Regions from separate parts of the Sus scrofa genome. Here region 1 is linked to region 2. The links are chromatin contacts, called in public HiChIP or PLAC-seq maps. All regions are on one chromosome and are shown on one strand. Each heading gives the region's core, a stretch centred on a gene start, on an enhancer-like site or on the middle of the called end of the contact. The rest is flanking DNA. Distances are from core to core; before and after follow the strand shown.

Region 1 (3,549 bases), core at 332-2,831, 120 kb before region 2:
GAAATCCGTTAGAGAGAAAAGGTATTTCCCCTGGAGAAAATCTATTTCTTGGGGTTCTGAGTGGCTGGTTACTTTCTTCCTCCTGGATCCCAGGGAGGAGTAGAGGAGTGTGGACACAGTTACAAGCCTGCCCATTGCACCAGTGAGGCAGCACAGGGTGCTCCACTAGATCAAAGGTTGCTCCTCTGGAAATCCTGGCCATTGGGTTCACAGCTTAAGAAATGGCTTTGCAGCCAAATTCGGAGTGTGGCAAATTCTTCAGGACTCCAGACTCGATTTTTCCTGACTACCCAATGGCATGGGAAGAAAAAAGGGAAGAGGGTGGGGAATATTCTAGTGTGAAAGAAATACGAAACAGATCTAAGTCATGTAAAAACTTTATACAGTGTTTCAAATAAACCTATAGTAAGAAAGATTGTTTTAGGTATTTGAAGAAATTTTATGAAGTTGGATTTCATAATTTTGTTGGGTATGTTAATGGCATTATGGTTATGTGATAGAATAATTTCTTCTTTTTAGGTGCCTAATGAAGTACTTAGTGACATCAGGACTTAAAACTTGGATTTGCTTTAATATATCCTCACTTAAAAAAAAAAAAACTATTGGAGTTCCCGTCTGGCTCAGTGGTTAACGAATCCGACTAAGAACCATGAGGTTGCGTGTTGGATCCCTGGCCTTGCTCAGTGGGTTAAGGATCTGGCATTGAGGTGAGCTGTGGTGTAGGTTGCAGATGCGGCTTGGATCCAGCATTGCTATGGCTCTGGCGTAGGCTTGGCAGCTACAGCTCCCATTCGACTCCTAGCCTGGGAATCTCCATATGCCTCGGGTGCGGCCCTAGAAAAGGCAAAAAGACAACAAAAACAAAACTATTGATGAAACAAGTATGGCAAAATATTGATGGTTATTGAAGCTGAATAATTGGTATCTGGGGGTTTGTCATACTCTATTTTTGGGTATATTTGGAATTTTTATAAAAATTTAACAAGAGAAAATTTAATATTTTATATAAAATATGGGATTTATGGGAGAAAGTCCGCTTCAAGAGAACTGTTGCGCCATCCAGTTTGGCCAGCAGAGGGCGGTGTGTTGCTCCATTAAAACAGGTCGGGAGACGACTGCTGCATGCTGCTCCATCCTGTCTCTTCGAGAGGAGACTGTTCTTTGGGTCATCCAGATTCTCCAGCAGAGGGCAGTGTGTAGCTCCATCCCGGCTGGCGGTGAAGATCTGTGTCTCCATCAAAACTGCCCTGGACGAGTTACCGTTTGTGGCTCTGTGGTAACGAACCCCGGCTAGTATTCGTAAGGACGCGGTTCCATCGCTGGCCCTGCTCAGTGAGTTGGGGCTGTGGTGTAGGTCGCAGACGTGGCTTGGATCTGGTGTTGCTATGGCTGTGGTGTAGGCTGGCAGCTGCAGCTCGGATTTAACCCCTGATCTGGGAACTGCCGTATGCAGCAGGTGCGGCCCTAGAAAGACAAAAACAAACAACAACAACAACAACAAACCCACCTGGCTTGGAGAGAGCTGTGTATTGCACTATCCTCGCCGGCAGAGGGCAGTGTTTCACTGCATTCAGGCCAGCCAGGAGCTTGATATGAGTCAATCCATCAAAACAGACCAGACGGCTGGTTATTGCTCCATCATAACGGACCGAGAGAGGGCTGAGTGTCTATATCGTGACCGAGCTGCAGAGGGCAGTGAGTTTTTCCATCAAAACAGATTGGGAGAGGGTTATGTAACACTCCATCAAAAGTGACTGAAAAAAAAATATATATGACAGTGGGTAGTTTCCTCTGTGGCAGTGCCTCAGCAGCTCCAGGAGATAGGTTTGATCCACAGCAGGCACAGTAGGTGAAATGGTCTGGCACCATAGGTCGCAACTGCAACTTGGGGGAAAAAAACGAATTCTGATTCGTTATGTTTTCTTACTTCCCAGCCACCGCGATGCAGTTAGATTTTACCAGTATCTAGCTGCAGGAATGCAGCTCTGTTTTACTGTATCCCAGCAGCCAGGTTGAATAAACGAGGAACAGCCGAGAGAAGTAGGCATTGCTGGATAACCAGCCCAGGTGTTTTCTTTTGTTGGGCTGGTCCGTGTCTCAGGGGACATGTCACAAGCTGGATTTGATCCAGAATCAGCAATGCCGACAATAATGTTAACACCGCTGGGGTTTTATTTTGTGTTTGAAGTCAGTCTGTCCTCTGGCTCTGATTCATATCTCTGGAAAGTTCTATTCTCACACATGGAGTTTCATCCTTGACATGAGATGTCCCTGTCATCTGCTATCCTGCAGAGCACCTTCACAGTGGTCGATTTCTTTTCTTTCTTTCTTTTTTTTTTTTTTTTCTTTTTTGCCATTTCTTGGGCCGCTCCCGCGGCATATGGAGGTTCCCAGGCTAGGGGTCGAATCGGAGCGGTAGCCGCCAGCCTACGCCAGAGCCACAGCAACGCGGGATCCTAGCTGCGTCTGCGACCTACACCACAGCTCACGGCAACACCGGATCCCTAACCCACTGAGCAAGGGCAGGGATCGAACCTGCAACCTAATGGTTCCTAGTCGGGTTCGTTAACCACTGCACCACCACGGGAACTCCCCGATTTATTTTCAAGAAAGTATCTCAGATTTCTCTTTTCTCTTCCAGCTGCCCCTTTGGCCTTGTTAACTGCTGAGCCACTAAGGGAACTCCCTTAATTTTGTTGTACAACAATTTGAAAGTCTGATTTCAAGTCTAATTTGTCTAAATTCTTGGCCTCTAAACACTGCTGTAACTGAAAAAGTTGCAGGGCAAAAATATGTAGCTCCAAATGGAAGAAGTCTATTGTTGGAGTGCTTATAATGGGGGACCTGACCAAATCCAAGTGGGAAACTTACAAGATTGAAGGCAGTGTAGTGTCATCACAGGGTGGACCTTCTCCCGACCTCCTTCTTCGTCCTTACTGCCAAAGCCCCTGTACCTCACTAAATCCTGTTACACAAATATTTAACTATAATCCAGGTATAAGCAGTTCCCAAAAGACCCCAATTTTCTGTAAAACAATACGTCAATGTTTATATTTAACTCTTAATAAACATATTTTTTGAAAACTCACAGCTGAACACAAATATGTACTAAGGTCTTTCTCCTGATTAAGATACTCCAGGGAGCTAGGAGCTTCTGAGCACTAGAGAAGTGGTCCCCAAACCCCTAAAAAAGCTGGCTCCCTTTCCTAGAACTCAGCACACCAACAAGTAGATTGACTAAGGAAAGATATGGTGCAAATAACATTTTTGTTTTTGTTTTTTTTTGTCTTTTTGTCTTTTTAGGGCTGCACCCATGGCATTATGGAGGTTCCCAGGCTAGGGGTTGGGAGCTGAGGCTGCTAGCCTACACCACAGCCACGGCAACTGAGGATCCAAGCCATGTCTGCAACTTACATCAGAGCTCATGGCAATGCTGGATTCTTAACCCACTGAGCAAGGCCAGGGACTGAACCTGTGTCCTTATGGATACTAGTCGGGTTCATTAACCACTGAACCACAATGACAACTCCTAAATAACTTTTTAAAAAG
Region 2 (3,928 bases), core at 355-2,854:
GCCGCTTACTAATTTATATCAGGACCTTTCAAGAAGGTCAAGTTTGAGAGTTCCCTGGAGGCTCAGTGGGTTAAAGATCTGGCATTGTCATTGCTGTGGCATGGGTTTGATCCCTGGCTGGGAACTTCCGCATGTGCCACCTAAAAAGTAAATTTAAAAAATTAAGAACGTTTGATTTGAATGCTATTTAACATTGCAGCCAAAACTGGCAGAGAATAAAAACAATGTTCGGTGGCTTTGTAGGCTTACTAAGCCCTCACCACTCTATTTAGGGGTGTCTCATCTCCATCCGATGGGAAGTGAAAACAAACTTGTTCTCTATTAAAAAACCCATATTTCCTAATTTGTTTACCATTGCTGTCTGACCCAGACCAAGCTGCCCAGCTGATAAGAGGATGTTTCCATTTTCTCTTTCCTGTCATTCCCAAGTACAAGCCAAGGTGACTAATGCTGGATGATCTTCCACAACAGTGACAAGTGTTACTCTGAGTGATGGTGGCTGTTTTTTGAAAGTGCCCAGATATCTTACCTGGGGAATCTCAGATAGACTTGTGCTGAGTAGATATTAGGAAGCAGACATCCTAAATGGTCAGGGGACCTCGAGGAAGAAATGACAGGGGTAACTGAGCACCTGAGACTCTTGAAGGTAGCTCTGACCCATAATGGGCTGTAGCTTATCTTCTGTAAGCAGATTATGAGTATGAATCTATGTACAAGAGATATCTATCTGAAAATTTCCCTAAGGATCTCTTCTCTCAGAGATTTTTTTTTTTTTTTTTTTTTGCTTTTTAGGGCCACAATTGTGGCATATGGACATTCCCAGGCTAGGAGTCCAATCAGGGCTACAGCTCTGGCCACAGCTATAGCCACGGCCACAACAACTTGGGATCCAGCCGCATCTGTGACCTACACCACAGCTCACAGCAATGCTGGATACTTAACCCACTGAGTGAGGCCAGGAATCGAACCCTCATCCTTATGGATACTAGTCATATTGGTTTCCAGTGCGCTACAACAGGAACTCCCCTTAGAGGTTTTTAATATCCTTTCTTCTGTAACTTGATAAATATACTCATAAAACAAAAATGCATTATTTTTTTCAGTTATTCTCATAAGCCCTTGTATAAGGAAGGAAATAAGGACTAGATAATATTCTTTCATCAAACAGCGCAGTTAGCAGGAATGAAAGTTACTTCCTTTTTTAGTTAGAAATTCCTCAGCATCCCCTCCTCTCCTGTATTGCTTTTTTTTTTTTTAGCTTTTGCCTTTTCTAGGGCCGCTCCCACAGAATATGGAGGTTCCCAGGCTAGGGGTCTAATCAGAGCTGTAGCCACTGGCCTACGCCAGAGCCACAGCAATGCGGGATCTGAGCTGTGTCTGCAACCTACACCACAGCTCACAGCAACGCCGGATCCTTAACCTACTGAGCAAGGCCAGGGATCAAACCCGCAACCTCATGGTTCCTAGTCGGATTCATTAACCACTGAGCCACGAAGGGAACTCCTATATTGCTTTTTTAATATCAGAAGACTTTCTTGGAAGTGGTGGGAAGGAAGAAAGCCCTGTTTGAAATGTCCAAGCCACTTCCTTTTAATTTATAGCTCTAGAAAGACCACTTCCTCTTTTAAGCCACACAGCTTTTTTTTTTTTTTTTTTAATGTCCCCACCTGTGGCATTTGACCAGGGATTAAATCTGAGCCACAGCTTCGACCTCTGCTGCAGCTGCAGCAACGCTGGATCCTTTAACCCACTGCACCACCCCAGGAAAGCCCAAGGAATCAAACTGTACCTCTGCAGCAACTCAAGCTGCTGCATTGGAATTTTTTTTTTCCTTTTGCCATTTCTTGGGCCTGCTCCCTCGGCACATGAAGGTTCCCAGGCTAGGGGTCTAATCGGAGCTGTAGCCACCAGCCTACGCCAGAGCCACAGCAATGCGGTATCCAAGCCGCATCTGCGACCTACACCACAGCTCACTCACGGCAATGCCAGATTGTTAACCCACTGCGCAAGGCCAGGGACGAACCTGCAACCTCATGGTTCCTAGTCAGATTCATTAACCACTGCACCATGACGGGAACTCCTGCACTGGATTTTTAGCCCACTGTGCCACAGTGGGAACTCCCACCCAGCTATTTTTTTTAATTAATTTTTTATTTTTTGCTTTTCAGGGCCGCATCTGAGGCATATGGAAGTTCCCAGGCTAGGGGTTAAATCAGAGCTACAGCTGCAATTTCTAGGTTTGGAGTTTCAGCCTTGGAATTGGAAACTGGGATTGAATCCTGGCTCTTAGACATGTGGATTTGAGTGGATTACAGAGGGCATAGCTGCCATTAGCATCAGTGAAATTGTCCAGAATGTTTCCTTAGTGCAGTGGTGGTCACGGTTCTCTTCGTTTGTCACTGAACTGTTTCTCGATTTAGTCCAATTTTGAAAATGAGAAAAATATTTGACATACCAACAGTGAAGATATTTTGCTGCTCTATTGTTTAAAACCAAAACAAAAATGATTTTCTTCTCCTGACTTGAGAATGTCATGACTTCTGTCAAGCTGGAGAAAGGCTGGTGGCCTGCACGTCACCACAGGAGCGCCCATGCTTGTGCTCTTTGTGTGACTCTGGTCCCTGGAGATTAGTCCTCTAAGAAAACCAGTCACCAAAACCAAGGGCTACCTCTGCACAGCTGTTTCCCTGGGTCCTCTGGTCTGGGGCTGTGAACACGGTGATTATTTGGAGAAAGTGAACACGTGCAGCATAAGGTGAACCTACCCATCAGTCCCCACTCCTTTCCTGGAAAGCACAGAGGAGGGAGGCCCTGGTGGTCATTAGGCCAGCTGAGCTTGGTCTGTAAATGAGAATTAACTGGAGAATGTTCTGGAAAGCAGATCTTTTTTTTTTTTTTTTTAATGCATGTATTTTATTTTTACATTCAGTCATTCTTTTTTTTTTTTTTTTTTTTTTTTGTCTTTTTGCCATTTCTTGGGCTGTTCCTGTGGCATATGGAGGTTCCCAGGCTAGGGGTTGAATCGGAGCTGTAGCCACCAGCCTACGCCAGAGCCACAGCAACATGGGATCCGAGTCGCGTCTGCAACCTACACCACAGCTCACGGCAACACCAGATCCTTTAACCCACTGAGCAAGGGCAGGGACCAAACCCGCAACCTCATGGTTCTTAGTCGGATTCGTTAACCACTGTGCCACGACGGGAACTCCAGATCTTTTTTATTTTTATTTTTTAATGTATTGCAGTAGGGGGTGGAACAGTGAATAGAATGAGATACTTATTGTTATTATTATCTTCTTTGTTGGCCACCCATATTTTCCAGGCATAAGGAAATCCTGGGCCAGGGATTGAATCTGAGCCAGAGTTTTGACCTTTGCCACAGCTGCGGCAATGCCAAATCCTTAACCCACTGCACCAGGCCAGGGAGTGATCTGAGCCACTGCAGAGACAATATCAGATTTATAACCCTCTGTGCCATAGCAGGAAGGCTTGGAAATCAGTTCCTTGGAAATCAGTTCCAGTTATATTCTTAGACTCTGGGATTTTTGTTTTCTTATGAAAAAGCATTTTTTTTTCTTTGCGTTTTTCAGGGCTGCACATGGAGCATATGGAGGTTCCCAGGCTAGGGGTCAAATAGGAGCTGCAGCTGCCAGCCATAGCCACAGCAACACAGGATTCAAGCCTGTCTGCAACCTACACCACAGCTCGTGGCAACGCCAGATACTTAACCCACTGAGCAAGGCCAGGGATCAAATCTGAATCCTCGTGAATACTAGTCGGGTTAGTTATCACTGAGCCACAATGGGAATTCCTGAAACAGCATCTTAACCTTTATGCTGTTTTGCTCTAGGAGCAAATCTGCAGAAGGTACCAGGAATTATTTGGAATTTGAGGAATTAACTGTGAGCCAGCTCCTGCTGTGTCTAAG

What was found. HiChIP or PLAC-seq counts read pairs in DNA pulled down with a chosen protein or histone mark.
Region 1: an H3K27ac HiChIP or PLAC-seq map of alveolar macrophages shows a contact between it and region 2. The contact joins two enhancer-like sites. A contact is called at or near these places in 3 of 47 Hi-C or Micro-C datasets (brain, embryonic fibroblasts and skeletal muscle) and 1 of 2 datasets of contacts at active chromatin or transcription factors (alveolar macrophages).

What each region holds. Positions count from the first base shown.
Region 1 is chr10:48,678,428-48,681,976 of Sscrofa11.1, reverse strand. No RefSeq gene overlaps it. Among named protein-coding and RNA genes, the nearest start is that of OPTN, 110 kb to the right of the region's middle. Within about 2 kb of position 1,581, at least 22 of the 83 cell types and tissues checked have an H3K27ac peak or open chromatin away from gene starts, as enhancers often do. A contact at or near this core is called in alveolar macrophages, where this site is marked.
Region 2 is chr10:48,562,452-48,566,379 of Sscrofa11.1, reverse strand. OPTN (optineurin) reads left to right here. Exons shown (of 13, transcript NM_213961.1): 5 at 3,851-3,928. Among named protein-coding and RNA genes, the nearest start is that of OPTN, 9.5 kb to the left of the region's middle. Within about 2 kb of position 1,604, at least 4 of the 83 cell types and tissues checked have an H3K27ac peak or open chromatin away from gene starts, as enhancers often do. A contact at or near this core is called in alveolar macrophages, where this site is marked.